2 separate regions of the Pan troglodytes genome follow, and region 2 is linked to region 1. The links are chromatin contacts, called in public HiChIP or PLAC-seq maps. All regions are on one chromosome and are shown on one strand. Each heading gives the region's core, a stretch centred on a gene start, on an enhancer-like site or on the middle of the called end of the contact. The rest is flanking DNA. Distances are from core to core; before and after follow the strand shown.

Evidence for each region. HiChIP or PLAC-seq counts read pairs in DNA pulled down with a chosen protein or histone mark.
Region 2: a contact with region 1 is called in an H3K4me3 HiChIP or PLAC-seq map of stem cell-derived excitatory neurons, with 3 times the contacts expected there. The contact joins the promoter of MUL1 here to the promoter of PINK1 in region 1. A contact is called at or near these places in 1 of 7 Hi-C or Micro-C datasets (a lymphoblastoid cell line) and 1 of 1 datasets of contacts at active chromatin or transcription factors (stem cell-derived excitatory neurons).

Annotation. Positions count from the first base shown.
Region 1 is chr1:210,567,353-210,570,378 of NHGRI_mPanTro3-v2.0_pri, reverse strand. PINK1 (PTEN induced kinase 1) reads left to right here and starts at 1,746. Exons shown (of 8, transcript XM_001164912.8): 1 at 1,746-2,245. The coding sequence starts at 1,859.
Region 2 is chr1:210,691,875-210,694,659 of NHGRI_mPanTro3-v2.0_pri, reverse strand. It overlaps MUL1 (mitochondrial E3 ubiquitin protein ligase 1), which reads right to left and starts at 1,313. Exons shown (of 4, transcript XM_513168.9): 1 at 1,039-1,313. The coding sequence starts at 1,158.

The sequences.
Region 1 (3,026 bases), core at 497-2,996:
CGTGCTGGAGTGAACCACTGCAAACCTGGCTTCAGACGAGTGGATTTAAACTTTAAATCCACTCATCTGTGCCCCAACTAAGTTTCCATGAGTGAGCCTGTGGTTACTGGAATGTGAGATTTCTCCAACTTTCTTTCCCTTATCATTCTTCAAATTACAACTTCAGTGGAGCATTTAAAATTATAATTAAAAATTCCCTGAGGTTGATCCAAAAAATTAAATATCTGATATTCATGTGCCTCTATACAAATGGGAAATTCATCTATGCCTCTCCCAAATATATATGATTGGATATCACTAGAACCATAAAATTCCTCCCTTAAGGAAGATTATGAGAGAGACCAGCACACACACACACACAGTGCAAGCTAAAGCAACCCCGTCTTGGATGCTAATCCACCAAGTTGATGTGTTTTGTTGGTTTTTTGGTTTTGTTCTGAGACAGAGTCTCACTCTGTCGCCCAGGATAGAGTGCAGTGGTGTGATCTTTGTTCACTACAACTTCCACCTCCTGGGTTCAAGCGATTCTCCTGCCTTAGCCACCTGAGTAGCTGGGATTACAGGCGTGTGCCACCACGCCCAGCTAGTTTTTGTATTTTTAGTAGAGATGGTGTTTTGCCATGTTGGCCAGGCTGGTCATGAACTTCTGGACTCAAGTGATCCACCTGCCTCAGTCTCCCAAAATGCTGGGATTACAGGCTGTGAGCTACCACACCCGGCCAACCAAGTTGACTTCTAATTAACCAGCTTTTAGGGAAGGCCTCTAAGATTTCCAGTTTATCTATTGTTCCTTGTGTAAAAGCATGTACTTACCATAAATCCTGCCCTTAGGCAGATTCACACAGCATTCTTGCCTTTCCCTGGGGGACTGACTTCAAATGTCCGTCACATTCCTTCCCCATAGCATATAGGCCCTGGGTCTTGGGGGTAATGGCATGGGGATCCACCATCTTGTCTCCCTGCCGCCGAAGCCAGAGACTATGGCTTCTGTTCATAAATCCCTTTCTCCTTAAATATGAAGTCAAAGGTCATGTAGATAGGAGCTGCTGCTGAAGAAGGGATTTTTTGTCTGAAGAGTTCTGTCCCCTGGGCTTACTTGGCTATGGGGTGGACCCCTGGCCAGGAGACAGCAAACTGTTTCAGTAATGTGCGTGTGCGTGCGTGCGTGTGTGTGTGTGTTCTGTGGTGAGCAGGCCTATGCCATTAAACAAACGGTGTGGCTTTGGGCAAGCTGCTATCTTGGGACCTCAGCACACTCATTCATAAATTGTGTCTTTTGGGTGACATTTCTCTTGGGGTCTTCAAAACCCCTGAGACTGTGGACACATACAGCAGCCTAACGGCATTGAGGAGGGCAAGCATTCAACAGTTAGGACAATGTGAACTGTAGCTCAGCTCTGCTAGGTACCTTCACAAGACCTCGAATGCTGCCCCTTACTATGCCTCGGTTTTCTTATCTATAAAAACGGCATTTTTATCTTGTTGGGGGAGCTGTTAAATAAATTAAAAGACGTAAAGGGTCTGGCACCATGGTTGGCAAAAAATGTCAGTTTCCCTTCTCGACTTCTCGATTTTGCCCAGGACCAGTGATGTTCACATTCAGGACCTGCCTGAACCGGCAAGCCCTCCACGTGGGTCCAAAGTGCAAAGGGAAAGTCACTGCTAGAGGCGCCAGTACCAGCATAGCGCCCCCACGCGCCGAGTCGGGGAACTGCCGCGGGGGCCGGCCCCGCCCACCAGCGCCTGCGCCTGCGCCTGCGCCTGCGCAGAGGCACCGCCCCAAGTTTGTTGTGACCGGCGGGGGACGCCGGTGGTGGCGGCAGCGGCGGCTACGGGGGCACCGGGCCGCGGCGCCACCATGGCGGTGCGACAGGCGCTGGGCCGCGGCCTGCAGCTGGGTCGAGCGCTGCTGCTGCGCTTCACGGGCAAGCCCGGCCGGGCCTACGGCTTGGGGCGGCCGGGCCCGGCGGCGGGCTGTGTCCGCGGGGAGCGTCCAGGCTGGGCCGCAGGACCGGGCGCGGAGCCTCGCAGGGTCGGGCTCGGGCTCCCTAACCGTCTCCGCTTCTTCCGCCAGTCGGTGGCCGGGCTGGCGGCGCGGCTGCAGCGGCAGTTCGTGGTGCGGGCCTGGGGCTGTGCGGGCCCTTGCGGCCGGGCAGTCTTTCTGGCCTTCGGGCTAGGGCTGGGCCTCATCGAGGAAAAACAGGCGGAGAGCCGGCGGGCGGTCTCGGCCTGTCAGGAGATCCAGGTGAGCTGGGCCGGGTCCTAAGCCGAGCGGAGGACGGAGCTAAGCGCGGGGGCGGGTCCTCAGCTGGGTGGGGGCGGGGCTAGGTGTGGAGGCGGGGCTCTGAGCCGATCGAGGGCCGAGGCGAGGGTCCTTAAAGCTCATCTATTTCACCATTACTGATCGGCTGCTATAAATAAAGCCAGCACCTCCCATTTGTTTTAATGTTTCCCTTCCTCAAATGAAGACATGTTGCCGATTACAGCTCCTGTCGCAGCACAGCAAAAGGCTTTGTGTAAATTTTCTAAAATGTACGGACAACTAAATCATAACATTCCTATCCCTTTGAGGTAGTTGCCGTCCCTAATTTATGGAGAAGGAAAGTCCTCAGGTGAAGGGACTTGCTCGAAGTCACACAGCTAATAAAATGCAGTGCCCTTAACCACTGAGCCAGGCTGCCTCCGCCGTTTAACCAAAGGATTAGTAGTGACAGAGCTGAAACCGCAGTAAAAACTATGAACGGCGAGAAAAACAGTCCTAACATTTTAGTTACCTGTGTAGAGTTATCCCTGCTGACTGGATACACAAGGGTTCTTAGGCTTTTTTAATGCTTAAAATAGCACAAGACCTCTTTTTGCCCAACCAAAGTCTGTATTAGGGTTCTCCAAATGGAATCAATAGGATGTGTCTATATAGAGGCAGGTTTATTTTGAGGACCTGGCTCCCTATGGAGATTGGCAAAGTCTTAAAAGCCGCAGAGTAGGCGGGCAGGCTGGAGAGCCAGGGAGGAGCCAGCGGTGCAGTT
Region 2 (2,785 bases), core at 64-2,563, 120 kb before region 1:
AAAGAAAAGAAAAGGAGAGGAAAGAAAGGAAAAAAAAATTATTGTGAAGAAAAAAATAAAATCAAGATGAAAATGTGGCTGGGCGCAGTGGCTCACGCCTTTACATCCCAACGCTTCGGAGAGCCGAGGCGGGGAGATCACCCGACGTCAGGAGCTGGAGACCAGCCTAGCCAACATGGTGAAACCCTGTGTCTACTAAAATACAAAAAAAATTAGCTGGGCGTAGTAATCCCAGCTACTCGGGAGGCTGAAGCAGGAGAATCACTTGAACCCGGGAGGCAGGGGCTGCAGTGAGCCCAGATCGCGCCACTGCACTCCAGCCTGGGCGACACAGCAAGACTCCATCTCGAAAAAATAAAAAATAAAAATAAATGCAAATGTGTTGTGTAAACCGTAAAGCACAGTTCAGAAAAAAAGCGCCATTTATAAAAATAGTTGTAATATAAAAAGGAAGCGTCAGTAAAGCAAGGAGTGGAGTGGTTCAGTAAATGGATGTCTGCACTTGCTGTTCCTTCCATCTCCCGCTAGATAGCTGCATGACTCCCCTCATCTCCTCCTAGGCTCTGCTCAAATGTCACCTTATTTAAGATAGGAGATCCCCCTTTCTCCAGCATTCCATGTCCTCTCTCCCCTACCTTACTCTAAAGCATTGCTCACCATCTGTTACACCGCCTGATTTACATGTTTGCTGTCTAGTCGTACTAAAATGGTATCTCCACGAGGGGATGGACTTTCATCTGTTCGACTCACTGCCTGGAGCATCGCAAGTGTTCAATAAATATTTTTCGAGTAAAGTAATGAAGTCAAGATTCATTCTGAGTCATAAGAGGGACTTGGGAGAAAAGGAGCGGAGCAGCCGTTATCCCGAGCCCGAATCCTGCCCCTCGCTCCTCCATCTACTGGCTGGATGACACCCTTCAGAGGCTGTTTCCTTTTTTGGACAGTTTCCGACAGTGGGGCGGCCAAGGTGAATCATGGGCTCCCCAGGACCTGGGACAGAGATGACCCGGCTGAGGCCAGGCCGGCTCCAGCACTGACCTTGAGCTCTTGGGAGACCCGGGCCTTCTGCCGGTACACGGAGTACAGGGCGGCGGTGACCACAGAGGTGGTGCCCAGGAGGATGAACTGGCACAGCGAGGGCCGCCCTCCGCTCTCCATGACGGCGGCGAGCCCCGGTGGCCGACTATGACGCCAAGGATAGGCCTGATGACCCCCGACTCTCCCCCTCCTTCCGACCAGGACCGCACCCCCTAGCCTAACCTGACCGGAAACTCGAAATCAGTCGCCCAGCGATGACGCACGACGCCGGAACCGGAAGCGGGCAAGGGGTTGTACAGCGAACCGGAAGGTGGGGTTGCCCGGGTGACAGTCAAGCTGCTGCGGCCTCCAGGGAGGTCCTGTCTCCGCAGCCGGGTGTCGGAGAGCGATTGGGGAGCTGAGCGACCACCCACCGCTCCATGGCCGTCCTCTTCGAAACGCGGCGCACCGGCCATGACTGACTCGCCCATCGCCCTGGTTTCCGTCCCTCTGGTTTCCTGGGGTTACTGGGCTGTTTGATGGGTTATTCCATGTCTTCGCCATTAGATTGGCAGGAAATAAAATAATTGTGTATTAAACTCTTATGAGTAATATACGTTTAAGTTTCAGAGCAAACTCTCAAGACTTGGAATTTATTCTGGCCACTTTACAGATGAGAAAACTGAGGCCATAGAGGTTAGGGAATGATGTGCTCGAAGTCTAGTGAGTGCTAGAGAGGAATTTACCCAACTCCAAAGCCCTCAACTCTACCCCAAGAGGGCAGATTATATCACCAAAGTAGCCCCTTAATCTGCCATCACCACATAGAACAACATATTTATTAAATAATAATTACGGCTACGCTTAGTGCCTATTATGTGTCAGGTTCGGGGCGGGGGAAGTTTTGCAGGCACCATCCCATTGAACCTTCACAACACAGCTATAATGCAGATTACAGATGAAGAAACTGAGGCTCAGGTAAGTAACTTGCTCAAGGTTATACAGCTAAAAGCAATAGGTATGGCCGTCAAACCCAGGGGATCCTTCTTCAGAGACTGTTCCCTGATCTCTGTAATGCATCTCCTTTCTAAAATAATCGGAGATAACCCAAATCCTTCTTCTAAACATCAGCATTCATTGAGCTATCTCCTACAGGTTATGCTTTAATTTTTTTATTTGTTCGAGACAGGGTCTCGCTCTGTCGCCCAGGCTGGAGTGCAGTGGTGCAATCATAGCTCCCTGCAGCCTCCCACCCCGCGATGCTCCCACCTCAGCCTCCCCAGTAGTTAGGACTAGAGATGCACGCCACACCCGGCTAATTTTTTTAAAAATTTTTTGTAGAGTCAAGGTCTCACTATGTTGGCCATGCTGGTCTGGAACTCCTGGGCTCAAGTGATCCTCCTGACTTGCCTTCCCAAAGTGCTGGGATTACAGGCGTGAGTCACCACACCAAGCCTAAATTCTTGTATTTTCATGTTTACATGTATAAGTATTTATGTAGGGAGAATTTCTAGAGGTAGAATTGCTAGGTCAATGGGTGTTGGCACCGTTAATCTTGATCAACATTGTCTAATTTTTCTCCATAATGTCCAATTTTACATTTATGAGCAATATGTGGGAATTTCTTTTCTTTTTTTCTGGAGACGGAGTCTCGCTCTGTAGCCCAGGCTGGAGTGCAGTGGCGTGATCTCAGCTCACTGCAACTTCCGCCTCCCAAGTTAAGTGATTCTCGTGCCTCAGCCTCCCAAGTAGCTCGGACTACAGGCGT